3 separate regions of the Nomascus leucogenys genome follow, and regions 1 and 2 are each linked to region 3. The links are chromatin contacts, called in public Hi-C maps. All regions are on one chromosome and are shown on one strand. The core of a region is the stretch at or near the end of the contact, and the rest is flanking DNA. Distances in the headings are between cores, read along the strand shown. Region 1 has its middle 100 kb from the start of TMEM17. Region 2 has its middle 96 kb from the start of B3GNT2. Region 3 overlaps COMMD1 (COMM domain-containing protein 1).

What was found. A called contact is a pair of places that touch in the nucleus more often than the background predicts.
Region 1: a Hi-C map of a lymphoblastoid cell line shows a contact between it and region 3, with 5 times the contacts expected there. The contact joins two enhancer-like sites. A contact is called at or near these places in 3 of 4 Hi-C or Micro-C datasets (a lymphoblastoid cell line and an unstated tissue).
Region 2: a Hi-C map of an unstated tissue shows a contact between it and region 3, with 3 times the contacts expected there. The contact joins two enhancer-like sites. A contact is called at or near these places in 2 of 4 Hi-C or Micro-C datasets (a lymphoblastoid cell line and an unstated tissue).

The regions. Positions count from the first base shown.
Region 1 is chr14:26,939,527-26,943,135 of Asia_NLE_v1, reverse strand. No RefSeq gene overlaps it. Among named protein-coding and RNA genes, the nearest start is that of TMEM17, 100 kb to the left of the region's middle. Within about 2 kb of position 1,530, the one cell type or tissue checked has an H3K27ac peak away from gene starts, as active enhancers do. A contact at or near this core is called in a lymphoblastoid cell line, where this site is marked.
Region 2 is chr14:26,815,007-26,818,916 of Asia_NLE_v1, reverse strand. No RefSeq gene overlaps it. Among named protein-coding and RNA genes, the nearest start is that of B3GNT2, 96 kb to the right of the region's middle. Within about 2 kb of position 1,481, the one cell type or tissue checked has an H3K27ac peak away from gene starts, as active enhancers do. A contact at or near this core is called in a lymphoblastoid cell line, where this site is marked.
Region 3 is chr14:26,448,421-26,452,220 of Asia_NLE_v1, reverse strand. All of the region lies in intron 2 of COMMD1 (COMM domain-containing protein 1), which reads right to left. Among named protein-coding and RNA genes, the nearest start is that of COMMD1, 21 kb to the right of the region's middle. Within about 2 kb of position 2,295, the one cell type or tissue checked has an H3K27ac peak away from gene starts, as active enhancers do. A contact at or near this core is called in a lymphoblastoid cell line, where this site is marked.

The DNA of each region.
Region 1 (3,609 bases), core at 281-2,780, 490 kb before region 3:
GAGAGAGAGAGAGAGAGAGAGAGAGAGAGAGGAGAGAGAGAGAGAGAGAGAAACTAATTGTAATTTCCACTCATAGCCACAAGATGGCACTATTGCTCAGAGTCTTTACTCTGAAAAGCCGAATCTAGCAGAATCTAGCAGGCTGGTTTGGGATTCCTTGCTTCTCTCCGTCTCCTCCCCTTTCTCTCTCCGCTTTCCTCTCTTTTGTCTTCCTCTCCCTTCGTTTTTAGACACTGCTTTTATGGTGGACTTGAGCAATAGTATAGGAGAAGCCATTGGTGAAGCTCAGAGAGAGAGATCCCCGAGATGGGTATTTGGCCACACTAAGCACAACGGTTTGGTCATTGGGCACGGCCGGAAGGCCTGGGTTCACCTGCTTCCTCTTCTCTCTGGGCCAGAACCCATAGCCTTGCTGTTCTGGACCTGGCCCGTGGCTTAGGAAGCCTCCAGGGACAATCTTGCTTCTCCCTCTCTTACTCCATCCTCCCCACCCCATAACATGCTTATCTGGGAAGCACCTGCCCTCAGATCTGGTTCCAGGGGTCCTTGCTTTCCTCTTGAGAAACTGTAAACATGCACAGAATGTCTCCTGGTGGGGGTTCTGAGGCCTTTTCCTCCCTGGTATTTTAGCCTAAGGAAAAAGCATTCAGTGGTGTGGGGATGGTGGGTGGAGCTTGCGGTATTTTTCTAAGACTTTTGTAGTTGGGGAACAAATCTCCAGGGAAGGGGCAGGGCCTCGGGCTAATTCCAGTACAGTAGGATCAGGGCCATGAAAACATCACACAAAGGAAACTTCAAAGCTCTTCCCCAGTCTGAATGGGCAGGGCCTGCTGAGAGGTCAGATGTTAACTTGCTCCAAATGCCCTCTTGCTTTCAGGTGCCCCTGGCAGGCCTGCACACCCCTGGGGGATCCGCCCTCTCCCAGGTCAGAATTCCACGGGGCCCTGAAGCTTCCTTACCCAGTGCTCCCCATCCCTGTGCTTGAAGCAAAGCCAGGGAGGGCAGAGCCCAGAAGTTGGGGTCTGGTTCTGACTGTTCTCTGGCCTTAGGAGTAGAGGCCAATTTCATCTCTGCAAAGTGAGGCTGGGGCTGAGGAATGAAATTACACCTTCATCCTGCTCAGTCCTGCCTCATCGCCAAACCTTGTCTAACCCTGACACAGCTACTTTGCAGGGAGTGGCGAGAATTAGGAATACTGCAAGGTCACTTAGGGTGATCATTAGGACAGTCATTAATTTCTGAGGCCTAAGAGTGACTCATTTATCTCTGATAGACACAAGGATCAAAGGAGAGTATTTATGGCTTAGAAACAAACCTCCCATTCTTTCCCCTGCTATAATAAATAATAAAAAGCTCCCAGGCCTCCCTCCCTTGTCCATCTCTTCCCTGCCCCTTCCTCTCTGTCTTCACTGTCCCTGCACAAAAATTAACCCCACTCTTGCTTCTCTGTACTCTTCCCCTTCCTTCTGTAAGAACCAGAGAGGGGAAGAGAATTAGCCGGCCCTGAGAGCTTCAGCTGCAACTGTGCTGTGGAGTGAGGGGTGCTGATCCCAGGGGAACACATAAGCTGGGCCAAGGGTGGGCGTCAGTTGGGCTCTCCCTGGGCATTTACCATGTTTACTTTCCTAAGTATGTATATCAGGGCCTGGTTAGGCTAGAAAGCAGACTGTCACCAGGTTTATTAGCTGTGTGACCTTGAGCAAGCTACTTTTTTAAAGCCTCAGTTTCCCAATCTATAAAAGAAGGATAATAATAGTATCACAGACTGGCTTATGAGAATGACATAAGATAAAATATGTAAAGTGCTCAGCACAGAGCCTGATGCAAAATAATGGCCACCACATTTACCAGGACCTCAACATCCTTATTTTATTTCCAAGAACTTGAGGCTGCAGCACAAACTGAGTCCTTCACTTTCTGTTGCAGCCTCTGGGAGACGCCAAAGTGAGGATGGGTGTGGCCCTCCCAGGACGCTGGGCCCCTGCTGTAACAAGAAACAGATCATACGGGAGGGGTTCTCAGCCTTAAGGATGCCGTGAGGTGGGCCTAGGTCATGGCTTCTCGCTACGGCACTATTGACAGACCATTCTTTGTGGTGAGGCTTTGTTCTGTGCATTGTCGGCTGTTTCGCAGCATCTCTGGCCTCTGTTCACTAGATGCCAGTAGCAGCCTTCTAGTCATGACTATCAAAAATGCCTTTAGAGATTGTCAGATGTCTTCTGGGGGACAAAACTGCCCTTAGTTGAGAGGCACTGGTGGTCCAGGAAGGTGGGAAACATAGGGGCAAACCTGGCAGGGGTGAGGAGGCAGGTGTGAGCCTGAGCACAAGAGCCCCTCCTACCCTGGGCAGGGCTCAGGCAGACCCTCAGTTGAGTGTGGAGATTGGCCCTGGAAGACGAAGTTCTCTCTAGTAAGGCCATGGCCTTGCTTCCTCAAGAGCTGATGCCCTGCTTGGACATGGACCCCTGGATTCCCCCCAGCCCAAACCAACATACACAACCCTGTCCAGCCCCAGGAGTGCTGGCCAAGAAACAGTGCCCTAGTGGCACAGAATGCTCACTGAATGGACCCTGGGCCATTCTCATCTCAGGGCAGAGCATGGAGCCAGGCTGGCCCTGCCACTCATGCACTGTGTGGCCTTGGGCAAATTGTTTCACCTGTCCGTGCCCCAGGATCCTTATCTGTAAAAATACCTTCCTAGGCAGGTTGTTGTGAGGATTAAATGACTTCATATTTCTAAAATACTTAGAAGAGAGCCTGGCTCATAGCAAGCACTAAGTGTTTGTTAAAGAAGCCAAAACCCAAAAAGAAGCTGCTGCAGACCAGGCGATGATGCAGCCTTCTGTATGTCAGAGGGTGCCCCAGCCATGACCTAAGGTCCAGGAGTTGTGTTTCCAAGGGCCTCTGGCCATTTGTATCTGGGGGTAGTGGGTGTATCTGGGATCCCTGCAGCATCTCCCCTATGGAGGTGGCTGTTCTTAGGAAAGTTCATTTTGACCAGAGAGAATACTCAGTGCAGTGGGCTCCAGAACTTCCCACGTGATAGCCCCTGGGAATTTCTTTGACTTGGGGGTGCTGGGAGAAAAATCTTTTCCTCTACCAACTTAGATTTAAGGAGGGGGTTTGTGAAATGACTCACAACAGACATACAAACAGGAAAAAAGATGAGGTCTATTCATATGTGGGAGCACTCAGTAATAAGTACCTTGCTGTACAGCCAAAGGTAAAGGTTTAAATACCAACTTAGCAAAAGGGAGGCAATGAGAGCTTCGGAGGCTGGAAGGGTCTGATGGGGCTTGTTTACATAGTGTTTGGGAATGTCCCAGTGCCCAAGGCCAGTCACCTCCCCGACTGGAGACCTCTGGGGGTGGAAATGAGGAGATAAACTCTGTTTTAGCCAGGTAAGAGTTCAGTGGTGATTTTTTTTTTTCTTTTCCTTTTCCTTCTTTTATTCTCAGACCTCACAGGGATGGATCTTTTTCTTCCCTTTTTTCTTATTTTTCTTTTCTCACCCTCCCCCAATTCAGATTTCTTTTTGCATCTATTGTTGAAGCATCTGTTGTTGGATTTTGGTTGCTTAAAGGGAAGTACCTTCAATTTGCTGGGAAG
Region 2 (3,910 bases), core at 232-2,731, 370 kb before region 3:
CAGGTTCAAGCGATTCTCCCACCTCAGCCTCCTGAGTAGCTGGGATTACAGATATCCACCACCATGCCTGGCTAATTTTTGTATTTTTAGTAGAGATGTGGGAGTTTTGCCATGTTGGCCAGGCTGATCTCAAACTCCTGACCTCAGGTGATCTGCCCACCTCGGCCTCCCAAAGTGTTGGGATTGCAGGCGTGAGCCACTGCGCCCGGACTTAGCCTTTTTTTCCCCCTTTTCCTTTGTTTTTACAATTTTTTATGGGGCAATACTTCATTCCATAAAATAGAATGAGTGTCCTCCCTGGCCTTTTGACTAAAATACTTTTATTTGTGTCACTATAAAACAAGCCTGCACCCTGTCAGTTTCCTATGCCTTTGTCATAAAGTTGTAAAATAACCTAATGAGTAGTAAATAGCACGTTAGACAAAGGTCTACACCCCTAGAAAGTCAGGTAATTCCTCGGACAGGCCTGCCAGACAACGCCCAAAGCTGACATGACTCAAAGGACCTGCAGGAATCTCTGCTCCATTTTCAAGTCTTGGACAATTTTCCCATTCCTATTTCCCAGGGGAAAGGAAACGGGAATGTGAGGCCCACAGCTGTCCCCAGGGAGGAAATAGTGAGCTGAGCTATCAAAGAAGGGAGAGGCCCAGGGATGTCCTGTGGTCCTAAGGAAGCTAGCTGGCCTGCGTCCTAGCGGGACATCAGTGGTTTTGCAAAATATAGGCGTTCATAGAAAAGACAGCAGGAAAGAAAACCAGACAGGGCTGTCTGGATCCACAGACGACCCAGATCATCCTCAGACCCACCAGATTCATTCTTGCCCCAGGGTTCCAGATCCATGGCAGGTGGCACAGCCTGGGACCTGGCCTCTCCCTCTAGGTTTCATGGGCACTATTCCAACTGCCATGACTTCAGGTGGGTCCCTCGGCCTTTCTTTTTCTTTTTTTTTTGAGATAGAGTATTGCTCTGTCGCCCGGCTGGAGTGTAGTGGTATGATGTCAGCTCACTGCAACCTCCCCCTCCCAGGTTCAAGAGATTCTCCTGCCTCAGCCTCCTGAGTAACTGGGATTACAGGCGCACACCACCACACCGGGCTAATGTTTGTATTTTTAGTAGAGATGGGATTTTGCCATGTTGGCCAGGCAGGTCTTGAACTCCTGACCTCAGGTGATCCACCCGCCTCAGCCTCCCAAAGTGCTGGGATTACAGGCATGAGCCACTGCGCCCAGCCCCTCGACCTTTCTTTTTCAGTCATTGGAAATGGGACACATTAGCCCTGTCTGCTCAGAGGGGAACTCCAAAGCTAGCCCAGAGCAGATGTGGGAGTGGATTTGGCCTCCTCCGGACCCCTCCAGCTGGGTGGAAGGGGTTTTGCCAGCCAGTTCCCCCAGGACAGCATCTGAGTGCAGGTGGACCCTGGTGACTGTCCCCATGACAGCCGAGGCTCTGGAAACCACAGCGTGTCTGCAGCTGCAGGGTCTTCTTTTGTGGGAAGGGGAAAAGCAAAGCTGCTCTGAGGGAATGCTAAAAATGTGCTCAGCAGAGAGGCTCGGGGCTGGGAGAGGAAGGTGAGGCGGGAGCCTGTAAACAAAAGGCCACGGCCCTGAGAAATCCAGGAGGAGCTTGTAGGAGGCGGGGGCCAAACAGCCCTGGCTGCAGCCTGTGCCAGACCAGCCAGGCTCCCTGTTTACAGAGCTGGTCACATTGGGGCAACCAGAACCAGGGCTTGCTGAATTCTTCACCTCCTAGGTGACTGAACGGAGCTGGGAGGAGTCAATTCAGTCCCCTTGGCCTTCATGCCAGCTGGCCTCTCCCGAGGTTAATAATTCAGGCTTCTCCAGCCAGTGGGCCCAGGGCCTGCGTCAGGGCTGTGAACTGTGGTTTCTGTTTCCCTGGCTGCCTCCCCACAGTGCTAGGCCAACAGTGCTGCCAACAAGAAGACCCTCCTCAGCCACCCACCAGTGGGGGCATCCTGCCTGACCTTCAGCCTGCCCCAGCCTGCTTCCCATGCCCACAGGGTGGGCGGGTATCCTGCAGCTCCTCTGGTTACTGTTCTCTGGCAGCCGCCCAATCCCTGCCCTGGGCCACTGGATTCACACCTCACCAGGCACAGTTCAAGGAAGGGAAGCTCTCATTGCCCTCCCTCCTCCATGCCCTTCTCATGCTTCATTCCCAATCCTGTGCCCCAGGTGCCTCTACTCCCAGACCTGGACTCACTGGTAAGTGGGGGACCAGGATGGCAGAGGGCAGGAATACAGCTGCTCCCCTTTCTCCAGACCCCTAACTCTGTTCACAATTGTCAAGAAAGCCCCAGACCACTGACATGATGGTATGGGTAGGAACCGGGGTGACAGCTCTGTGGCCTGAATGTCTGGACAGGGCAAAGAAGGATCCTGGGAGACCTCATTCCCCCTTGGTGGGTTCCTGGCATTCCTATCATGGGCTTGAGCCAGAAAAAGTGACCATTGAAAGAGCATCCACCTCAGACACTGGCTAGGGCAGAGGGTCAGTTCAGCAACCTGCCCTCCCTGGGTTCTAGGCTCCCCCCAGTACATCAGCTGGGGACAAGCAGAGTTTGAACAAAACAAGAGAGGGTCCCTGCTGGTGGAACTTCTCACGGGGAGCTGGAACTTCTCACGGGGAGCTGAAGTGGGGCTGCTGCTGTGGTGGGGCTCACACTGAGGAGGCAAGAAGCCTTCTGCCTTGGCAAATGTAATCGCCAGGTAGCAGGGACTCTGGCAGGTGGCAGGCAGCTCAGGGCCTTCAGAGAAATCTGGAGAGCCCTGGACAACAGCCAGGAGAAATGTGGGAATATAGAGGAGACGGCAGTCCTTAAAGGACCCCAGATTAGGCAACTTTCAGTTTCAAAGTGACTGAAAGTTTCTCTACCTCTTCAGTGGGAAGAGCCTAGAGGACTGCTTTGCTGACTTTGGCACTCAGACAGAACCTCCTGGATAAGAGGCAGGGAAAATACCTCTTACATAACCTCAACTTTTCGAAAGCCAGGGCATGCCACTGATACATAACGAGATTGCTTTGATCTAAGAGTTCTCCAGAGCTAGTCTTCTTTTCACTAGGGATGAATGAAAAACACACTGTTTTTCCTCTGCTCTCACACCACAACCACCAGCACAGAAAACCTGGGTGACCAGATGTGTGGGGATTTCTCTCCACCAATAAGCAGGCAAGCAAGCAATTCCACAGCAGACGCCAGCTGTTCAATCACGATTTACCTGGAGATAGTGTCAGATCCCACAGGTTGAGGGTTCATCCTCACAAGACTGCCCCCCAACTTCCAATGTCAATCACAAGCCCCATTATTTTAATCACCTGACAGGTTCCTCCCACTCACTGCACAGACAAAACCAATTCACTGAGACCGTGGTACCGCAGTAAAGAAATAGCTTAATTAATGCAAGGCCCGACACATGAAACAACTGGTGTTATCACTCTAATCAGTCTCCCTGAGGGCTCGGAGGTTAGGGTTTGTCAAGGATAGTTTGGTGGCCAGAGAACCAGAGAATGGGTGCTGCTGATTGGTTGGGGATGCAATCATAGGGGCGTGGAAAACGGTTCTCATGCCCTGAGTCTTGGTCTTTCTGGAGAGCAGAATATATATATATATATAATATAATATATAATATATATGATATATTATATAATATATAATATATCATACATAATATAAATTATATATATATTATATATTATATATCATATGTATGATATATAATATATATTTAATGTATATATTATATATATAAAATATATATAATATATATAAAATATATATATCATATATATTATATATATAAAATATATATTATATATATAAAATATATATTATATATTCTGCAAAAATATATATATATAATTTTTTTTAGATGGAGTCTTGCTCTGTCACCCAGGC
Region 3 (3,800 bases), core at 1,046-3,545:
CTTTCTAAAAGTCATTCTGTGTCCTTCACACATCTCCTGCTTTGATAAGGTTTATCACTAGACATTCTTTAGGACTGCAGTAATTCAAATAATTACTGAACTGGAAACAGTTATCTCGGACATGTAATTCAGATAAAATGTTTTCAGAAGAACACTTGCCCAGTAAGGGCATCTCCACCAATGAAGTGATAACAACTCTAGCTTTGAACCTCTGGAACCAATGAACTCTGTTCCTAAGCAGCTTATGTAAATCTCTTTTGCTAATAAAAGCTTCCCTTACCCTTCCCTCATGGAATGCACTGGTGGCTTGCCATTCCATGCATTCCAGGTTATAATCCTTATTTCTACTCCTGAGTAAACCCAACATGTATAGACATAGTTTTCTCTAGTATCCTTTTTTTAAGATTGACATTTCAGATGAGGATCTTGGGACCTGCTTCAAGAGGTCAGAAAATCTTTCCAGGGTTTTTATGACCTGCTTCAGGGGACTAGGGCAGGAAAAGGTGTGAGAGACCTTATTCCTTTGGTCTCAAATGCCTTCAGCCTAAAAAATATTCAAGGCTGGTTTATAGCTTATCACAACCAGTTACAAATTTATTTGTTCCTTCTCCATTCCCACTGCTTCACTTGACTGCCCTTAAAAATAAAAAAATATATCAAGGTACAACATTTTGGGGTAGCGTGTCCTGGATCCTATAAAGATTGTATTCCTGAGAATGTCAATGTGTGACAAATTCCTTTTCCAAAACTGAAAAACGTATGCTTAGCTCTTTAGGATACTGAAAATAGACATTAAATGGCTCCCTGGGCCAGGCACGGTGGTTCACATCTGTAATCCCAGCACTTTAGGAGGCCAAGGTGGGCGGATCACTGGATTCCAGGAGTTTGAGAACAGCTTGGGCGATGAAGTGGAACCCTGTCTCTACTAAAAATACAAAAATTAGCCAGGCATGGTAGCACATGCCTGTAATCCCAGTTACTCAGATGGCTGAGGCACGAGAATTGCAAACTTAGGAGGCAGAGGTTGTAATGAGCTGAGATTGTACCACTGCACTCCAGGCTGGGCAACAGAGGGAAACTCTGTCTCAAATTAAATAAATAAATAAATAAATAAATAAATAGCTCCCTGCTTTATATTGCTTACTTCTTATAGAATTTGTTAATTAAAAATTACAAAAGGTTACTACCACACTGGTCTCTAAGAAAAAAAAAACTGGCCAGGCACAGTGGCTAACACCTGTAATCCAAGCACTTTAGGAGGCTGAGGAGGAGGGCAGATCACCTGAGGTCAGGAGTTTGAGACCAGCCTGACCAATACAATGAAACCCCATCTCTACTAAAAAAAAAAAAATTAGCCAGGCGTGGTGGCATGTACCGGTAATCCCAGCTACTCGAGAGGCTGAGACAGGTAAATCACTTGAACACAGGAGGCAGAAGTTGCAGTGAGCCATTGCATTCCAGCCTGGGCAACAACAGTGAAACTCAGTCTCAAAACAAAACAAAACCTTCAGAAGGCCACTGTTTTGGACTAAGCTACTCCACTAGGTCTCAACAGACAACACTACAAATCAAAATGGAGTCAACCGGCTGGGCGCAGTGGCTCACGCCTGTAATCCCAGCACTTTGGGAGGCCGAGGCAGGTGGATCACGAGGTCAGGAGATCGAGACCATCCTGGCTAACATGGTGAAATCCCGTCTCTACTAAAAACACAAAAAAAATTAGCCGGGCATGGTGGCGGGCGCCTGTAGACCCAGCCACTCACAAGGCTGAGGCAGGAGAATGGCGTGAACCCAGGAGGTGGAGCGTGCAGTGAGCCAAGATCGCACCACTGCACTCCAGCCTGGGCGACAGAGTGAGACTCTGTCTAAAAAACAAACAAACAAACAAAAAATGGAGTCACCCACACTGAAGTTCACATCACTACTACTAAAACTAAGTTGTTATCTGACCTTCCAAGGAATGAGGACAGAGCCATAACAGCCAATTTCCCCAAAAGGCCAGTTACAGTCTTCAATTAGCATGAGAATGAGGTTTCCTTTGCTTCAATCCTTACACAAAAAAAGGTAGCCTGAAGTAACCTGATGTTGAGTAGTCAGCTCTTTTTCTATTGTTCTATCTTCCCATCGCTGCCTTACAAGGAAAGTAACTTTTTGAAATGACCAATCTGCATTTTATTCTTTGTTTCTGCTTTATTCAGCCCTTTCTGCCTATAAAACCAACCACCTCTGCTCAATTCATGGGAACATTTATTCTATTTTATTGAATGAAGTGTTGCCCAATTTTAGAGTTGCAAATACACAATTGAGATTGTTAAGCCAAAAGTGATTGAGGCAGGTCTCAATAGATTAGAGGTTTATTTAGCCAAGGTTGAGGATGTGCTCAAGGGAAAAACAAATCACAGAGGCACCTGTGGCCTATACTTTTTCCAAAGGAGGTTTTGTGAACTTTGGTATTTAAAGAGGAAAGAGCAAGCAGGAGGGGGGAATAAAAGGAAGAACAGGTAGGCAGTGAGGCAGATAGTTACATTCTTGTGAAGCTCCAATTAGCCTCAGAAAAATCTATATTTTACATGAGAAAAGAGGAAGTAAAGGAAAAAGCCAACTTTGTATTGTCTCAAGCTCAGTAAATCGACATTTTACATAAGATAAAGTAAACATGAAAAGTGAGTAGAAGAAATGAGGCTATGACATGGGGTTGTGATATTATAGCTATCGATTTGGCAACAAAAGAAAAATTGTATTGATGCCTCAGATCCCAAGTTTAACTTTCCCTTTTGCACAGTGAGTTTGGGGTTCCAAGATTCTATTTTTCTTTCTTAAGATCTTTAAACCAAATAAGCTGTAATTTTGTCTTTTGACAGATTATCATCACTGTGTCTGAAAGTATATTCCACTGTAGCTGGATATGGCTCTCAAAGACAAATAACTAAAATCTAACCTTATAAAGGGGACAGTCTTACTTGTACACTATTTATGCAAATTAATATGTTTAATTTAAAAAACACTAACTCGCCAGGCACAGTGGCTCACGCCTGTAATCCCAACACTTCAGGAGGCCGAGGCAGGCAGATCACGAGGTCAGGAGATGGAGACCATTCTGGCTAACACAGTGAAACCCCTCTCTACTAAAAAATACAAAAAATCAGCCGGGCGTGATGGCAGGAACCTGTAGTCCCAGCTACTCAGGAGGCTGAGGCAGGAGAATGGCGTGAACCCAGGAGGCAGAGGTTGCAGTGAGCTGAGATCATGCCACAGCACTCCAGCCTGGGCAAGGGTTTATATTGGGGAGGGGAGTTTAACAAAAACAAAAACAAACACTAACTCTGTAATTGGCATCGCCTTTAAGCTGTCCAGGACTCTTGTAATATATTGTCAATGGATCTAAATACACATCCCTAATGTAAATAATTTTCCTGAAAGAATAATGTAACTAACACTTTACCACATAGCAAGATTTTAAAATAGTAATACTGAGAAAAGAAAATAACTTTGAGGAATGTGAGTCCTTTTAAATTATGAGGCCTAGAGAGACATTAAAATGAGACAGCAAGCATGTCCTACTGTTAAGGACAAACTTCCCCAAGAAAGCTTCTTGGTGCTGCCCACCCTTCCCCCAAGCCTCTTTACATTTCTAAGCCCTTGTCTAGGTTCCACAGTGAAGCCAGCAGACTTCACTTATCAGACCTTGCTGCGATAAGCAAACCCCAATTACAAACCATCCAGAACAGAACCCACAGGGGGAGGTCGTAGGAAGCATAAACAAACTTTACCTACACCCTCCTGTAATAAACGTCACAAGA